Regions from separate parts of the Sus scrofa genome. Here all the other regions are linked to region 3. A link is a contact called in public HiChIP or PLAC-seq data. All regions are on one chromosome and are shown on one strand. The core of a region is the stretch at or near the end of the contact, and the rest is flanking DNA. Distances in the headings are between cores, read along the strand shown. Region 1 has its middle 30 kb from the start of HIF1A. Region 2 has its middle 59 kb from the start of HIF1A. Region 3 overlaps PRKCH (protein kinase C eta type). Region 4 overlaps HIF1A (hypoxia inducible factor 1, alpha subunit (basic helix-loop-helix transcription factor)).

What was found. HiChIP or PLAC-seq counts read pairs in DNA pulled down with a chosen protein or histone mark.
Region 1: a contact with region 3 is called in an H3K27ac HiChIP or PLAC-seq map of alveolar macrophages. The contact joins two enhancer-like sites. A contact is called at or near these places in 2 of 2 datasets of contacts at active chromatin or transcription factors (alveolar macrophages and skeletal muscle).
Region 2: an H3K27ac HiChIP or PLAC-seq map of alveolar macrophages shows a contact between it and region 3. The contact joins two enhancer-like sites. A contact is called at or near these places in 2 of 2 datasets of contacts at active chromatin or transcription factors (alveolar macrophages and skeletal muscle).
Region 4: an H3K27ac HiChIP or PLAC-seq map of alveolar macrophages shows a contact between it and region 3. The contact joins two enhancer-like sites. A contact is called at or near these places in 2 of 47 Hi-C or Micro-C datasets (embryonic fibroblasts and epiblast stem cells) and 2 of 2 datasets of contacts at active chromatin or transcription factors (alveolar macrophages and skeletal muscle).

The regions. Positions count from the first base shown.
Region 1 is chr1:190,593,217-190,597,087 of Sscrofa11.1, reverse strand. No RefSeq gene overlaps it. Among named protein-coding and RNA genes, the nearest start is that of HIF1A, 30 kb to the left of the region's middle. Within about 2 kb of position 1,792, at least 8 of the 83 cell types and tissues checked have an H3K27ac peak or open chromatin away from gene starts, as enhancers often do. A contact at or near this core is called in alveolar macrophages, where this site is marked.
Region 2 is chr1:190,564,174-190,568,397 of Sscrofa11.1, reverse strand. No RefSeq gene overlaps it. Among named protein-coding and RNA genes, the nearest start is that of HIF1A, 59 kb to the left of the region's middle. Within about 2 kb of position 1,462, at least 4 of the 83 cell types and tissues checked have an H3K27ac peak or open chromatin away from gene starts, as enhancers often do. A contact at or near this core is called in alveolar macrophages, where this site is marked.
Region 3 is chr1:190,426,699-190,430,901 of Sscrofa11.1, reverse strand. All of the region lies in intron 12 of PRKCH (protein kinase C eta type), which reads right to left. Among named protein-coding and RNA genes, the nearest start is that of HIF1A, 200 kb to the left of the region's middle. Within about 2 kb of position 2,816, at least 4 of the 83 cell types and tissues checked have an H3K27ac peak or open chromatin away from gene starts, as enhancers often do. A contact at or near this core is called in alveolar macrophages, where this site is marked.
Region 4 is chr1:190,655,196-190,659,262 of Sscrofa11.1, reverse strand. The region is part of intron 6 of HIF1A (hypoxia inducible factor 1, alpha subunit (basic helix-loop-helix transcription factor)); the gene reads right to left. It also overlaps the pseudogene LOC106507611. Among named protein-coding and RNA genes, the nearest start is that of SNAPC1, 21 kb to the left of the region's middle. Within about 2 kb of position 1,787, at least 12 of the 83 cell types and tissues checked have an H3K27ac peak or open chromatin away from gene starts, as enhancers often do. A contact at or near this core is called in alveolar macrophages, where this site is marked.

The sequences.
Region 1 (3,871 bases), core at 543-3,042, 170 kb before region 3:
TTTGGAGAGAAGCTTTATTCTCTCCGGATTTGTGGCTTTTCTTTGTCCCATTAAGGACTGAGGCATAGCACACACAAGTGAGTCCAGAGTATTTTAAGTGAAAAAAACAAAAAACAAAAAAACCCTCCAAATCTTACCTTCGCCAACTACACCCTACCTCATCATTGTTTTCATAGAATCCACACATAATTCAGTTCTTTCCGAGCATTGCTTTTTTTCTGAAAACAAACACTGCATATATAATTTGCTTGCAGTGTCATTCTGAAATCTTTAGTGCATGTGGTTCAGACATCCGGTTTGCTTTTCTGTTTAATGAAATGCCAACTTACTTACTGTAAAAAAGTTTACTTCTTTATTCCTCTGGAAAAAAAAAAGTTAAATACAACACACATTTAAGGTGTTCTGGTGTCATACAGAGGCTGCTATTGAAATGCCCCCCCCCTTTTGCTATTTTAGGGCTGCACTCACAGCATATGGAGGTTCCCATGCTGGGGTCGAATTGGAGCTATAGCTGCTGGCCTACACCACAGCCACAGCAACACCAGATCCTTAACCCACTGAGTGAGGCCAGGAATTGAACCCATGTCCTCATGGATGCTAGTCAGGTTTGTTAACCACTGAGCCACGATAGGAACTCTGAAATACTTTCAACACAAAGTCAGGGAATTCCACAATTCTGTTTCCTTGTTGGTTTTATTTTGATATATTTTTGAAAAATATGGTTGTGGTGTTTAATTACTACAGTAAAGTTTAGAAAGACATTTTTTTTCTTCCTTTTTTTTTTTTAGGGCTGTACTTGCAGCATATGGGAATTCCCAGGCTAGTGGTCTAATCAGAGCTGCAGCTGCTGGCCTATGCCATAGCCATAGCAACACCAGCTCTGAGCTGCACCTGTGACCTATGCTGCAGCCTGTGGCAACACCATATCCTTAATCCACCGAGCAATGCCAGGAATTGAACCCACATCCTCAAAGAGACTATGTCAGGTTCTTAGGCCACTGAACCACAATGGGAACTCCTAGAAAGGCATTTTTAATGTCTGAATGATGCAGTTTCTTCATTCTGAAGTTTTAACATTGGCCAGTTCTAAAAGTGAAGAAAACTAACATATGTGGTCAACTGTACTTTTTATGGCTCAGTTTTGTGTTTCAGGTTAAAAACAAACATACCTGCAACTGCTCCTGCAATTCTGGTGTATGTGTATATATATATATATAATATATATATATTTTTTTGGTTAGTTTCGTGTAAGAGCTTCACAACCTGCATGAGATTACTTATGCAGAGTTTCGTTTTGAATGGGAAAGACGACACTTAGTTAAAATTTGTTTTTCTTCTGCTTCTTGGAATTTTTGTATTCAGCCCAAAATGACAACTATCTGCTCCCTTGTGCTTTAGGTTTCCATCAGACTCTACATTTATATTTCTGTCCTTTTTTTCCCCCCTTGGTAATCTTGAAGGGTGTTTTGGAATGTTCTCTACAAAAATTCACTCTACCATGCAGCAAGGATTTGCTTGTTTCTACTAGCAGCCTCTTGTGACATGTTTAGGCCTCAGAGTATAGCCACTATGGTAGATGATATTTGAAATTCTATATATACCTTGTCTTCTGACCCCTTGGAAAATGTGGTCCTTGAGGCAGAGTTGAAACCCACACAAGGCTTTCCAGTGCTAGACGGTTTTAGATTCAACATCGTTTCCTTTGAAGTCGTTAGGAAATCATTTGAGTAACAAGTCTAGTCATCAACATATCCTGATAACCCACGAGGAAGATAAATTACTTCCTGTTAAGACATTTCACCTCCACCCACAGGATTTCACTGCATTACCCAGCTGTCTTCTAAGTAAATGGTGTCTCTGAAAATAGTTACAAGGAATCCAATGTAAAATATACAAGTATTTATCCACGTACAAAGATAATTTTTTAAAAATAAGCAAATACAGTCTTTTCTCCCTTTAACTGTACCAAGTACTGAAACTTTCTATGGCATCTTGATCCTAAAAGAAACTCAGAAAGTAATTTAATCCATCTCCAGCCATCAGGACAGACTAGCGAGGATTATCCTAATCTTTCATAAATGTGGCCAAGGCTGCTTGCAGCCCTTACAGTTTTGCTTTATATGTGGCTTGTTTTTTTCTCTCTCAATTGAATATGTCTGCTTCGGAGTAATGAGTCAATGACTGGTCCCATTTGGAGGGGCAGAAAAGAGAAAATTTTGCCAGGACAATTTTAAGGGGAGCAATAATCATATTTTAATTTGAAAGTTATTCTTAGACCGTACAGTATACAAGTAGACAGTGACAAGTACATTATTTTATGAAATGAATATAAGTGTGGCCCTAAAAATATTTTCTAATGGTTCCAGCCTGGCTGTGGCTCCCTTTCCACCTGCTCAGAAATGGAGCTTTTATGCATTGATTCCAGTTAAGGAGTAACTTGACATTCAATCCATGTCACAATGACCCAGATGGTGTGCATGTTTTACAAATGGAAATATATAGCAAATTTGTTTCTTCTCTGGTCCAATGAGTTGGACAGTATTATGGCTACAACATGACTGTGTATGCTTCTTATCTCATATTGTTTCTTTTTGTTTGCGTGAATCCTTTCATGGCTTTTCGATGTCCAAATGTAATTTAGTACTTGCCGACAGCCGTGCTTTTAAAAAAAGCATATCATTTGTGCTTGTTATTTTCTGTAATTTCATTGCTTGGTCATTCAGAAACTCTTTTATCCCAATATCCTCTTTATTTAGGATATTCAGTTTATTCACTTTGGTAATAATTGCTGTCATAAAAGTAATGTTTTATTTATTTTTTATCCTAAAGGGAATCTATCTAATCTAATTCTCTCATTTCAGGGTTAAAAAACCGAGTCCTGAGAAACTAAATGACTTTTTCAAGGTCAATAGACAACGAGGCAGTGGATAGAGCTGAGACTAGCAGGTAGAACCTTCTGGGTTTTAGTCTAGGGGTTTTTTTTCAAGGGGAAGGATTATTTTTATCACTATATGTGTTTTGTCACATGGATTTCAAAAATCCTACAGATAATTTAAATGAGCAACTAGTTTCTCCACTGAATATTAAGATTATTTCAATAGTTCTTTAATGATTTAAAATTTAGTGCATGTGGGGCTTTCTTCCATATAGAAGTAGGGATGGCATTTTCCAACTCTTTCTTCTAGCAGCCCCTAAACAATGAGCAAAATATTTACATTTACATGAGGATAGTGTTGCACTGTTTACCTTGCTGATAATCAGCCTGGACTTGTACTTGGAACAGCTCTGTTCTCATTTTATTTTCTCCTTCCAGAGAGTGCCAAAAATACAAAGCAACTTCCACCCAGCTCCTTGCCTAAATCTCACTAGAAAGAATTTTAGTAAAACCACTCAAATATATACTATGGAGATATCCAGACTACACTATGTCAGCAAAGTAGGTAGAACACACCCCTCTAAACCATCATTCTCCGATCGTATCTGTTTGCAAAAGTACTCCATTTAGGAAAGACTTTCATCTCTATCAGTATACCATCTAAAAACAAACCAGCACATAAATCCAAAAACAACTAGGGAAAACAGTTGAAGAGTAAAACAATCTAGATAATGTAAATGGGAAGTCACTTCCAGAACTCATTTCATTCTGAACAGAACTCTCTGACCAATTTTGACACTAGTCATGATAACTTGATATTTCTTCCAAAGGGAATCTTTGAGTTAAAGTTCTCAAAAATCAACTATTTTACTCAGGGGTGAGAGCCTCTGTGACTAGTGTATCTGGATTAATTTATACCTAAATTTCCTACATAGTGGGTTTTTTTTTTTTTTTTTTTTTGGTCTTTTTAGGGCTGTACCCAGGCATGTGGAGTTT
Region 2 (4,224 bases), core at 213-2,712, 140 kb before region 3:
TTAGCAACAACAGACTGCTATTACCATCCCTATGTCCTCTATGCCTAAGAGGCAAGAAGAGGGGGAGCTTACAGAAATCTGGAGTGGTCCACCTAACAGGAACTGTGGCATTTCATTGAGGAATGCAGTCACTGTCTAACCGTGACCTGGCAGGGTACAAGTACTCTGTCTCTTTCTCCCTCCTGACCTTTTGCAGGTGATGCTCATTGGCCAAACCCAAGAAGTCAGAGAGCCCAGGAGCCAAATAGATAGAGTGCACAGAGGTCAGCTTCTCTGGAGCACAGAGCAAGGTAAAGAATTGATCTGAATCAGGGAGATGCACAAGCTCCAGTACAACTGGTCCTGCAGTTAGTGATAACCATATCTTTTAAATGACTGAATCTGCTCATGTTATGTTAAACAGTGTGTACACTGAATCTAACAATTCTGCATAGTTACTTATACCTGGATCTTAAATGTACAGCATGAATAAAGTCATTATCCTTCTTGTCTATACATATTCAGACGCATTCCTTAAAATTTCTGAATTCATCTTTTAAGAAGGACTATACTTTTTAGTCAAGTTTCTTAAAGGAATTATTACCACATCGAAAACATCATAGTATATTCACTAAAGGCTATAAATAATTTTGGACAACCTATAGCCTGTGAAGTGCCTTGCTGAGAGGCCAAAACTTCTGATATTTTCAGGAAGAACATTTACCCAATAGGTGAGACAGGGATGTTACTGTGGATTAATAATTGTCCATATAATGTGATTAACCAGCATCAGGGAAATGCCTCCCCTTTGGACCCTCATATGGTATATCAACTAATTTGAGATTCCTTTTTATGGATAGTGGTTCCTCTTTTCGTAAACTGCAAATTCCCTGAGAATTAGAACATCATTCACTCATTTAATTCTTCCTTCATTAAGCATTTACTGTTACTATCTGGTAGTACCTTGTTAGACATTGGAGTGAAAACATGAACAAGACAGTCCTTGTCCTTAAGTTGCTCAGAATCTAATGGAGATTGGACAAAGTCATTAATGACTCCAGAATTGGTTGAGAGATGCCATGGTAGAAGTATCACAAGATAGTCTGGAGGAATATCTAACTTTCTTGGAGGAGAGAAGAAGGGGAAGAGGGTGGTGAGGATAAAGAGAGTCTTCACAGCTGAAAGAAGACATGAACTGAAGATAAATGAGAGCACACAAGGTGGATAGAGTAGAGGTGAGTGTAGAAATTAGATTTTGCAAAAGAAAAAAAAGGTCCCTTCATCAGATCACATCCAGAAGATATGGAACTAGATGAGTGCTCTGAGGTCAAATGAAGGACCTTGAATGCCATTTTAAAAGAGTTGGGGAAAGATGAAGCGGGGATGATAACCAAAATCGTCCTTGAGGCAAGTGCAGAGGGTTGAGTGAAGGAGGAAAGACTAGGGAATGAGTCAGTGAAGAGGGCCTTGCAATTGTTTTAGCAAGAGATGAGAAAGTGTTAACTAATGAGGTGGCAGTGAGAGTGGAGAGGATGGATTCTAAAAATATCTTGGAGGTTACTGAACATGACTTTGTAACCCATTTGCAGTGGTGAAGACTAGGAGAGCATATGAATAATTGAGGAAGAAAGATTAGAATCATGCCCAGGTTATTGTCTTGGGTGACTGGGCAGAGGTTGTAGCATCCACTGAGATGAGAAATACAGGAGGAAGAGAATGTCTGCAAAGGAAAAATGATTGAATTTGGTTTTAAACCTCTTGCCATAGAGCCTGGGAGAGAGGTCTGAGGGACTTGTCAGAAGGTGGGTGGTAATGAAAGCAGTGGATCCAGAGGGACTCTCCTCAAGAGACAACTCAAGGAAAACACAGAAGAGACTAAAGATTAATCCTTGAGGAAGCACCTATATTTGAAGACATGTGAAGAAAGAGGAGCACAGAGAGGAGAACCAGAGCTGACTGGGGTCATAGAGAGGAGAATTTTTAAGGGAAAACAATATCAAATACTACAGAGAGAGGGTGTATTAATTAGGATACATTTAGCTGCAAGTAAAGGAATGAGAGTGAATTATGTTATACAAATGACTTATCAAGCAGTCTGAGGTGGGTGGTCTCCGGTCGTTCCATCCTTCTGCTTTGCCACTGTCAGTGTGTTAAAAATGTCTCAAAGTTCTAGGCTGGACACTCAAGCAACTGAGAGCATTCCAAGCAGAAGGCAAGAGTAGTGGAGACAATAAGCCTTTCTCTTCAGGCATCTCATTCTCTTTCAGGAAGAAAATCTTTCCCAGGGGACTCATCAGACCTCTTCTTGTGTCTCATTGACCAAGGCTCCTTCCCACTCCCTGATTAATCATTGACAAAGTGGAACGAGTTGTCATAACTGGTTAGATCAATCATGACTCATCCCTGAGAACTGAGGGATAAAAAATAAAAGTTTCTGTTAGCAAAAAGGATGGGAAAATGATGATTTTCAGTATCTCCTACAGGAATTTAGTAAGAATAGGACCGAGGGGTATCCATTTGTTTCAGAAATGAAAAGCTTATTGTTGGCCTCAGTGAGAGAAGTTTCTGTGGGCGCTGAGATACAGATTAGCACTGGAGCCAGATTACAATGGGTTGGGAAGTGTATGGAAGTAGGCTGGAGACTACTCTTCAACTAAATGTAAAAAAGTTATCAGTCCTGGAGAGAGGACAAGATGGCGGAGGAGTAGGGAGACACGCTCACCCTCTCCTACAAACACAACAAAAAAAGCACATCTACAGAATAAATGACTCGCACAGAACAGCAACCAATCGCTGGCAGAGGAACCTAAACTCCAATAACGGCAAGAAGTTCGTGACATTATTGGGCAGAACGGGAGAAAAGAGGAGAGTGAGAGAAGGTGAATCTGAGCGGGACGGGCACTCCCGAAAGGGAACTGCGGAGGAGAAAGGGTTCCTGCAGCCTGGAAAGTCACCTACCGGTGGAAAGATCAAACAAACCGGAGGAATCTCCAGATGCAGAGAAGAGTGTAGCAGTAAGTTGGAGTACGGAAAAGCCGATCAAGAACCCAACGGACCATCTGAACTATGGGCACAGTCACCAAAAATTGAGATGCCAGGGTGGGGGCTGGGCACCGAGACCTCGGCCCAGGAGGTTAGTCCCGGGGCTGGGGGGCGGGGCAGAGCGGAAACTGCTTGGGAGGTCTAGAAACCATTTGATGGGGCAGAGACTGCCTGGGAGACTAGAAAACAAAGCTGTCGCAGAGGAAGGGACCAATACTCAAGGGGCGGGGAAGTGGAAAGCTGCATCAGAGGGAACCTGGAAGAAGAGCCTGGTCTGCGCCCATGCTGGGGAGGGGAGAGAAGAAGGGGTGGGTCCCCATAGAATACCCCCCACGCCACAGCAAGCTTACAGGCCCGCTAGCTAGCAGAAAGCTGTGCTTCCCAGTGCATTCCCTCCCCCCACCCCCGCCACCCCCTACACTCTCGCCGAACCTGGGGCTGCCTGCCATCCAGGAGGGCTGGCCTCAACAATTGCCTGAAGCCTACCACCGCAGGGGCTGTCCCTGCACAGGCCTGCTTGCCCTTTGGAGGGGCTACACTTCCGCTGAGCAGCACCAAACACCACCAGCCCCCGAGAAAAGGCCTGCAGCCCAGAAAAGCTAGAACAAGCCTAGCCAGGCCGTGAATAGATCGGCCTAATTCTCGGATGGTTTTTCTGAGTCGGGCTGCCCCAGGGAGGAGCCTCTTGGGTGTCCAACGGCCCTGCTACCCGCCCAAGCCCCCAGGGGGTGCTGAGACCTAGTGGACCAGACAGCTGCCCAACACCGCCAAACCCCACAGCCTAAAAACACCAGAGCAAGCTCTGCATGACCAAGTGAAATCTGCTACCATCGTGGTGTGGACCTCCCAGTCCTGTCTTCCCTCAGGAAGCCCTCCTTTGCTTCAAAGAAACACTGTTAGCCCCATCAACACTCCAGAAAAGCCACACTACCTCAAAAAAGATTGACCAACAACACCAGCCCTCAGGAAATAATCCACGGCAGTGACAAGGCAAACACTGCCCGATAACGGAGAGTACAACTCCCTCAGGAGACAGAAAACAACAAGCAAGATGAAGAAGCTGAGAAACCACCCCCAGTCAAACCAACAGGAGAACTCACCTAAAACAGCCAACAATGAAACAGATCTCTGCAGTCAGACAGACCTGGAGTTCAAAAGAGAAATAGTGAAAATACTGAAGGAATTAAGAGAAGATATGAACAG
Region 3 (4,203 bases), core at 1,567-4,066:
GCAACTCACTAAAATGTAGGCAATGACAAAAAGTATTTTTTCTTTCAAAAATCCATCTGATTTCCTAGGAAGAGGACTAGTTATATAAGTAGAGCAATTAATCTAAAAATATTTTCTTCCAGGAGAGAGAGAACACTGCCATTTGGCTGTTGGGCAAACAAAACAACTCCCTTTCCTTCAACTTCAGACCAAAGGCCTGAGAGTTAGCAATTAGCGCTGACAAGCGAGAGGTCAGGAAATCACGCCATAGGACATTCCCATCCATACTCCAGGGAGATGCCCCTAGTGAGGAAGAAGGAATTTTATGGCTCCCCAGAGAGTCCTGAGGAGGAAGAGCAGAGACAGAACACAGGACACAGTATAGAGTGGGATTCACGGCTGTGATGGCCAACCTCACCATGGACACAGAGCTGATGGCCACCTTGGGGTGGATAAAATGCATGCTTGTGTATGTTACAGCCACCCATGTCTCTGTCTTTTGCCACTGTCACAGGCAGAGTCTGACTTACTCAGAAAGACTGGTCACAAACCTTCTCTTCTTCTGGCCCATCATGCCGGCTGCGGTGGAGGGGCACAGACCTGAGAACCCCTTGTGCCAGCAACACTATTCAGCCCAGAGCAGCAGTAAGAGAGACAAGGCTGTGCATGTGAGTTGGCCGATGGGGCAGCAGGGAAGGAAATACAGATTGGGAAACTGAGGAACAGACCCACCAGTAATATGTCCCGGGCCACCCAGTTTGAGGGTGGTGGAGCTGAGGTTTGAACCCAGGCCTTCTAGCACTGGAAGCCTTTGAGCTCACTCACTATGCCTAATCTCCTTTTGATTCTACCATTCTTCTCATTGGGACTGTGGATGAAAGAGCAGTGTGGACTGACAAGCAAGGAGCGATTCTGGGGTGACCCTTAGGACTTTGCCTGCATGGGAATGCACAGCACTTTGTATGTTTATTTAGGCTGCACTCCCTTTGCTGGCCCACGAGACATTCTTCTCTGAGTGTCTGGAGGGCTCGGGCACTGAGAGAAGGGCGAGAAAAGGAGCAGTCTTGAAAAGAACCCCAGGAATCCTTCCTTCTGGCCACCTGGTGGTATTTCCAACAACTGAGGGTCTTGATATTGGAGAAGGAGAGATAGGACACTGCTGATATTTTCAAATACCAGAAGTGCCGTCAGCCAGAAGAGGCAGTTCTAAATGGGAGAAATAAGTTCTGAGAGTGGAAGTTAAAGGAGTGTAAATAAGGAAAATTAACCCCCCCCCAAATCCAATACTCAATGCCAATAAGTGATAGTCTGTTCCTCCCAGGAGGGCCCTTTCTATCTTATTGGAGATGCTGGAGGAAGAGTCTGAATGGCCTGTCTGGCATCAGGTGGAAGGGCAGACAACATCCTCCAGGGTCTCTGCCAACAGCGAGAGTTGGCAATCTTATCCTTTCCTTCTTCTCTACTTGGATTTAGAGAGAGGAAAAAAAAAAAAGAGGCTTGCCATACAAGTAAAGCTTGCTGCCCTCACTTAAAAATGCCACATTTTCCTTGGGTCTGAAATGGATGTGTCTTTATAAAAATGACATAAAACTTGTTTAAGCTGATCTCTATGGCCTAGTTACCGAAGGAGTGGGCAGGTATGTAAGGATACTTGAAAATGCGAGCAGATCAATGGCTTAACACATCAGAATTATCCGTGAGAGCTCTCCAGATACATAATTTACAGTACACTTTATTTCCTCTTAAAGAAATCAAGAACAAAAATGCCCTGTACTCTTCCTGTTCCTGCACTAGGGCAGAAGCAGTACTAAAATCTGCAGCAAGTTTTTTGGCTCTATTTTCCATCCTACTTGTGACTGGAATCCAGCAGCCTTTTCATGAGCATATACTTCGTTCCTTGTCAATGCTCTTAACACTCTGCCTTACCTGTGTTTTATGTTCATTAGAGCGTCCTCTGAAACCCAAGCTATCTCAGTAGCTTCACTCAAGTCACATGATAATGTTGGATCAAAAAAGGTAAAGGTCAGAGGTGAGTCTCAGAGTTGGAAGCCCAAGGTCAAGCTCTTGTGCCAAAGCCAGTGCTGTTGGCCAAGATGGTTTTATTCCAGGCAAACCAGTTTCGAGCTACTCTGACTGATAGGCTGGGTTTCATTGCTCTCCAGTAACTTCCAAGAGTTAAGGCAAAAGGAAGCTCTCCTGACAGCTGTGATCCCACAAAATATAGCTACTGAAAGGAAGAAACTGGGAGCAGGGGAGTGGGATGGACTAGAAGTTTGGAGTTAATAGATGCAAACTGTTACATTTAGAATGGATAATCAATGAGGTCCTGCTGTGGAGCATAGGGAACTATATCCAGTTTTTTGGGATAGAACATGATGGAAAATAATGTGAGAAGAACAGTGTGTATATATGTATGAGTGGGTCACTTTGCTGTACATCAGAAATTGACCGAACATCATAAATCAACTATAATATTTTTTTTAAAAGAAGCAACTGCTAAAAACAAGACCCTCCAAAGTCACTCTACACAAAGCCCTAAAACTAAAAGTTTCTCCTGATGAAACCTACGGCAACAACCTTCTTTATCTGGGATACACATTATCTTGGGTGTCCAAACAAACCTACACATCAACTGCTAAAAATTATTGTAGTTGATAGTTGGAAAGGACAAATGAAAGACAACAAAGTGTGCTACCTCTGTCAGAGATTTTCCAACTTAAAGCAAAAAGCTCTTCTGACCCACAGACATGAGTCAGCCAACCTTTATACAGAAGACTTTCATGCTCATTCCACAAAACCTCTGACCCCTTTATCCTCCTGCCTGAGAGAAATTTAAAGAGTCATGTGGTTATTAGTATGTCATTAAAAAAAAAAAATCCTTCACACTGCTAGCCACATATAGGTCAAATGTTAGGACCTCTCTATTTAGGAAACTTATAATCTAAAATGGGGGGAAGGAAGTTGAGAATAGCCTTAAGATAATCAGAAATGAAGCCTCTTAGAAACTTAGTATGCTGGTGTTTTATTGTTTTCTGCCAACACTAGCCTGGTCTATCTGTGAGTGAATGGTCCATCTCCCCCCCTCCTTTTTTTTTTTTTTTTTTTTTTTTTTGCTTTTAAGGGCCACACCCATGGCACATGGAGGTTCCCAGGCTAGGGGTCCAATCAGAGCTACAGCTGCTGGCCTACACCAGAGCCACAGCAACACAGGATCCAAGCTGCATCTGTGACCTACACCACAGCTCACGGCAACACCGGATCCTTAACCCACTAAGCAAGGCCAGGGATCAAAGTCGCAACCTCATGGTTCCTAGTTGGATTTGTTTCCACTGTGCCAAATTGGAATTCTAGTGAATGGTCCATTTCTGAAGGTAGTAGGAGTCTTGTAAGAGGCCTGCGGAGAAGCTTTTTTTTTCCCCCCACCTTTAAAAAAAAGTGTGGTTGATTTACACTGTTGTGTCAATTTCTGCTGTACAGCATAGTGAGCCACTCATACATATATATATTTTTTTTCCCATACTATCCTCCATCATGTTCTAACCTAAGATATTGGATATAGTTCCCTGTGCTGTACAGCAGGACCTCATTGCTTATCAATTCTAAATGTAATAGTTTGCATATATCAACCCCAAACTCCCAGTCCATTCTACTCCCTCCTCCTCTCTCCCCCCTGGTAACCATAAGTCTGTTCTATATGAGTCTGTTTCTGTTTTATAGATAGGTTCATTTGTGTCATGTTTTAGATTCTAAATATAAGTGATATTTCTCCAAAGAAGATATATGGGCAGCCAATAGGCACATGAAAATATGCTCAACATTTTATATTCTTGCTCTTACCTCCTTTGTCAAAGATTAATTGACCATAGGTGTTGGGGTTTATTTCTGGGTTCTCTGTTCTGTTCCATTGGTCTGTACGTCTGTTTTGGTACCAGTACCACACTGTGTTGACGAATGTGGCTTTGTAATATTGCTTGAGGTCTGGAAGAGTTATGCCTCCTACTTGGTTTTTGTTTCTCAGGATTGCTTTGGCAATTCTGGGTCTTTTGTGGTTCCATATAAATTTTTGGATTGTTTGCTCTAGTTCTGTGAAAAATGACATGGGTGATTTGATAGGGATTGCATTGAATCTGTAGATTGCTTTGGGTAGTATAGCTATTTTTACAATATTAATTTTTCCAATCCCAAATGTCCATTGACAGACTATTGGATTAGGAAGGTGTGGTT
Region 4 (4,067 bases), core at 538-3,037, 230 kb before region 3:
GTGTAGGCCTGCAGTTATAGCTCTGATTTGATCCCTAGCCCAGGAACTTCCATATGCTGCAGGTATGACCATTAAAAAATAAATAAATAAAATAAAAACTAATTACTCAGAGTTCCCATCATGGCTCAGCGGTAACAAACCCAACTAGTATCCATGAGGATGCAGATTCAATTCCTGGCCTTACTCAATGGGTTAAGGATCTGGCAGTGCTGTGAGCTGTGGTGTAGGTCGCAGATGCGGCTCAGATCCTGTGTTGCTATGGCTGGTGTAGGCCGGCAGCTATAGCTCCGATTAGACCCCTAGCCCGGGAACTTCCATATGTCATGGATGCCACCCTAAAAAGACAAAAAAATAAAAAAAATAAAAACTAATTCCTCAAAAAAGGAAGGGCATCTCTCTTCTATCATACACTGACATAAACACTGGCAGTAAATGCCATAAAATACTTCTTGGCTCTTCTATCTTCATTTTTCTTAACTCTAACCCCAGCGGTCAAACAGTCACTGTGTGTAATAGGTGCTCAACACTCTTTTAATCCTTACAAGCATGACCCTTTTTTAACAGATAAGGACCATGAGATTTACAACAGTGCCTAAGATCCAGGTCACACTGTTACCAGGACTGCAAGCCAGCATGGAATCAAGGATTATGTGATACAAAGCCAGTGCCCTCTCACATTCCTTGTACAGTGGGGCAGAGGCTTCTTATCTACTTTATAGTTAGCACTAAGGACTTAAAGTTGTTTTCCTCATATAATCTTCAAGTTGAAGATGATACTAATACACGCATTATACTTTATCTAAAGTAGAGATTATTAAAGATGAAGAAAATGATGCACAAAGAAAAGAAGTAATGTGTCTAAGGTCACCCGGATATAGGCAGTCAGGATTTAGCAGTCTAGCTACAGAACATATGCTTTCAGCCATGGTCATACAGCCTTAAAGCAAAAAATGGTACAAGCAAGCAAATAATTGCAAAAGCAGAAAAAAGGCCATGACAGACTTACATACATGAAACAGTAATTTCTTAAAGAAACAAGGAAAGCTCTACAAATAGATGCAGTAGGTAGCTCTTGGAAGCTAAGTATGTGTTTGGAGTTGAGGATAGCATCATTGCACTAAGACAGCAGAACAGCATGTGGAGCTCTCAGGCTATAGGCGACCACAGCAGAAGGGGGTCTTTTCCTCCTCCCAATTAATTTGGAGAAGTCAGAAGAGGCCAGATCATAAGTATCTTTGCTTGCTATGCTAAGAAGTTTAGATTTTATTGCCTGGGCCTGTTTTTTTCCCCCAGCTTTTCAAAATGCATGTCTTATTTTGATAAATAAAAATGTGCTATCCTTCTAATATATTTATAAACAAAAAAGGTTTTTTTTTTGTTTGTTTTTTTTTTTTTTTGGTATGTGAAGATGAAGGAGGGAAGCAGCTGAGGCATTTTCAACAGGAGTATGACATGATCTAATTTTCACATTAGGAAGTCCACTTCTTGGAAACCTGGATGAGATTAAAAGGGCACAAATCTGCTGGCAGAGATGCAGTTCATGCCAAATGTAATAATAAGCTGAAGAACTCAAAGGCAGGCAGACAAGAGTGGAAGGAGGAAATGGATCAAGAGATACATGCAAATGGTAATCTATTAAAATTTAGAGACCAACTGAGTGTAGATAATGAAAGCAAAAGAAAAGTTAAGAATGACTTAATTTTTGCTGGAGTCATGTGTATACTGTGGTATATCAATCATGATATTCATTATAAGAGGAAAAGCAGTTTTTGAAATTGTTTTGGGGTAGGAGTGGTTCAGTTTAGTTTCAGAAATTTTTAGTTTATAATATAGAAGAACATACCTCCAGATAAAAATATCAAATTGGCAATGAAATGGAAATAGTTATAAATAGAAATACGGGAAGTCGCAACAGAAACCGTGGCCAAAAATGAAACTGCTCAGGAAACTATGTAGGGTGAGGAGACGACCAAAAACTTTCCTTTCTAGTCCACAATCAAAAGTAATCTATCCCCTTTGCAAATGAAGCAATCAACAAGGGATTAATCTCCAAAATATACCAATATCTCATACAGCTTTACATTAAAAAATTTTTTTAAATAGGCTCATTTTGCTAGATTGGGCTGTTTAGCGCCTGTTACTGCAAAGGTGACTCACTTCATCCCATTTTTTTGATACTTTTATACTGGGAGGAGATCTTCATATTCTTCTAAGCTCTTTTACCTAAAAACTTAAAGCCTGGACTTTTCCTACAATTTAGCTCTTTGTTTTTGTTTTTTTTCTTTTTTTCTTTTCCCTCTTCAACTCAGCATGAGTGTGGATCCAGCTTGTCCCCAAAGCATCCAATTCTAGGGAATCTTCACCAATGCCTGACGTTTACAGGTCTGTAGAAAATTATGTCTCCTTGCAGATGTCATGTGCTTAAACCCTCAACACAGAAACTGAACAGCCCTGATTCTCCCACATGCCCCAGAATAAAACCACTGCCCATGTCTGAAGAGAAGAGCACAGAAAAGAAAGAAGTAAAGGTTCCAGTCAAGAAGTAGACGGTAAGAACTGTGTTCTCTCAGACCCAGCTCTGTGTCATCAATGACAGTTTTCAGAAGCAGAAATACCTCAGCCTCCAGCATTCGCAAGGACTTTCCAATATCCTGAACCTTAGCTACAAATAGGTTAAGACCTGGTTCCAGAACAAGCTAATGAACTCTAAGAGGTGGCAGAAAAACAACTGTCCAAGGAATAGCAACAGTGTGATTTAGGGCTTAGCCAGTACAGAATCCCCAGGCTTCTATTCCTACCACCAAATATGCCTGGTGAACACTTCTGGAAACCTGCCCATGAAGGGTAACCAGAGTTGGAATAACCCATCATGGAGCAAACAGACCTGGAACAGCCAGTCTTAGAGCAACCAAACCTGGAAGAGCCAGACCTGGTGCCCCCAAGCCTGGAATAACCAAACTTGGAACAACCAGTTCAAAACTGTGTCAAGGAATTCCTGAAGCCCCAGCTCCAGTGCCTGGAGCAAAATTCTCCTGTCAGTGATTTGGAAGCCACCCAAAAACTGCCAGGGAAAATCATAATGTAATACAGCAGACTGCGAAGTACTACAGTACCCAGCAGCAAATTATGGATTTATTCCCAAATTACTCCATGAACATAGAGTCTGAAGATATGTGATAACCATTTTTTTTTTTTAATATTTATTGGATTTGCAATGTTGTGTCAGCTTCTGTTGTGCAGGAAAGTGACCAGTCATGCATACGTACATTCTTTTTCTCATATTCCATCATGGTATATCCCAGGAGACTGAATATAGTTCCCTGTGCTGTAGAGTGGGACCTCGTTGCTTATCCATTCTAAATGTAGTGGTTTGCACCTACTGGCCCCAAACTCCCCATTCATCCCACTCCTTCTCCCTTCCCTCTTGGCAACCAACAGGTCTGTTCTCTACATCTGAGCATTTGTTTCTGTTTTGTAGATAGGTTTATTTTTGTCATATTTTGAATTCCACATATAGGTAATGTCACATGGTATTTGTCTTTCTCTTTCTGAGTTCACTTGGTATGAGAGTCTAGCTGCATCCATGTTGCTGCCAATGGCATTATTTTGTTCTTTATGGCTGAGGAGTATTTCATTGTGTATTGACTCAACCTGGACAGCGACTATATTTTCTAGGATTTTTCTTCTTTTAGGGATATGTTTTTCTGCCTTGATATCCTGCTCTTCCTTATGCCTTCTATTTACAAGTCAAAACATGGAAGCAACCTAAATGTCCATCAACAGAAGAAGATGTAGTACATATTACAATGAAATATTCCTCAGCCACAAAAAGAATGAAATAATGCCATCTACAGCAACATGAATGGACCTAGAGATCATCATACTAAGTGAAGTCAGTCAGATTAGGAAAGATAAATAGCACATAAGATCACTAATATGTGGAATCTAATAAAAATGATACAAAAGAACTTATTCACAAAACAGAAACAGACTCAAAGATTTTGAAACCAAATTTATGGTTACCAAAGGGGAAACATTGGAGAAAGGGATCAATTAGAAGGTTTGGA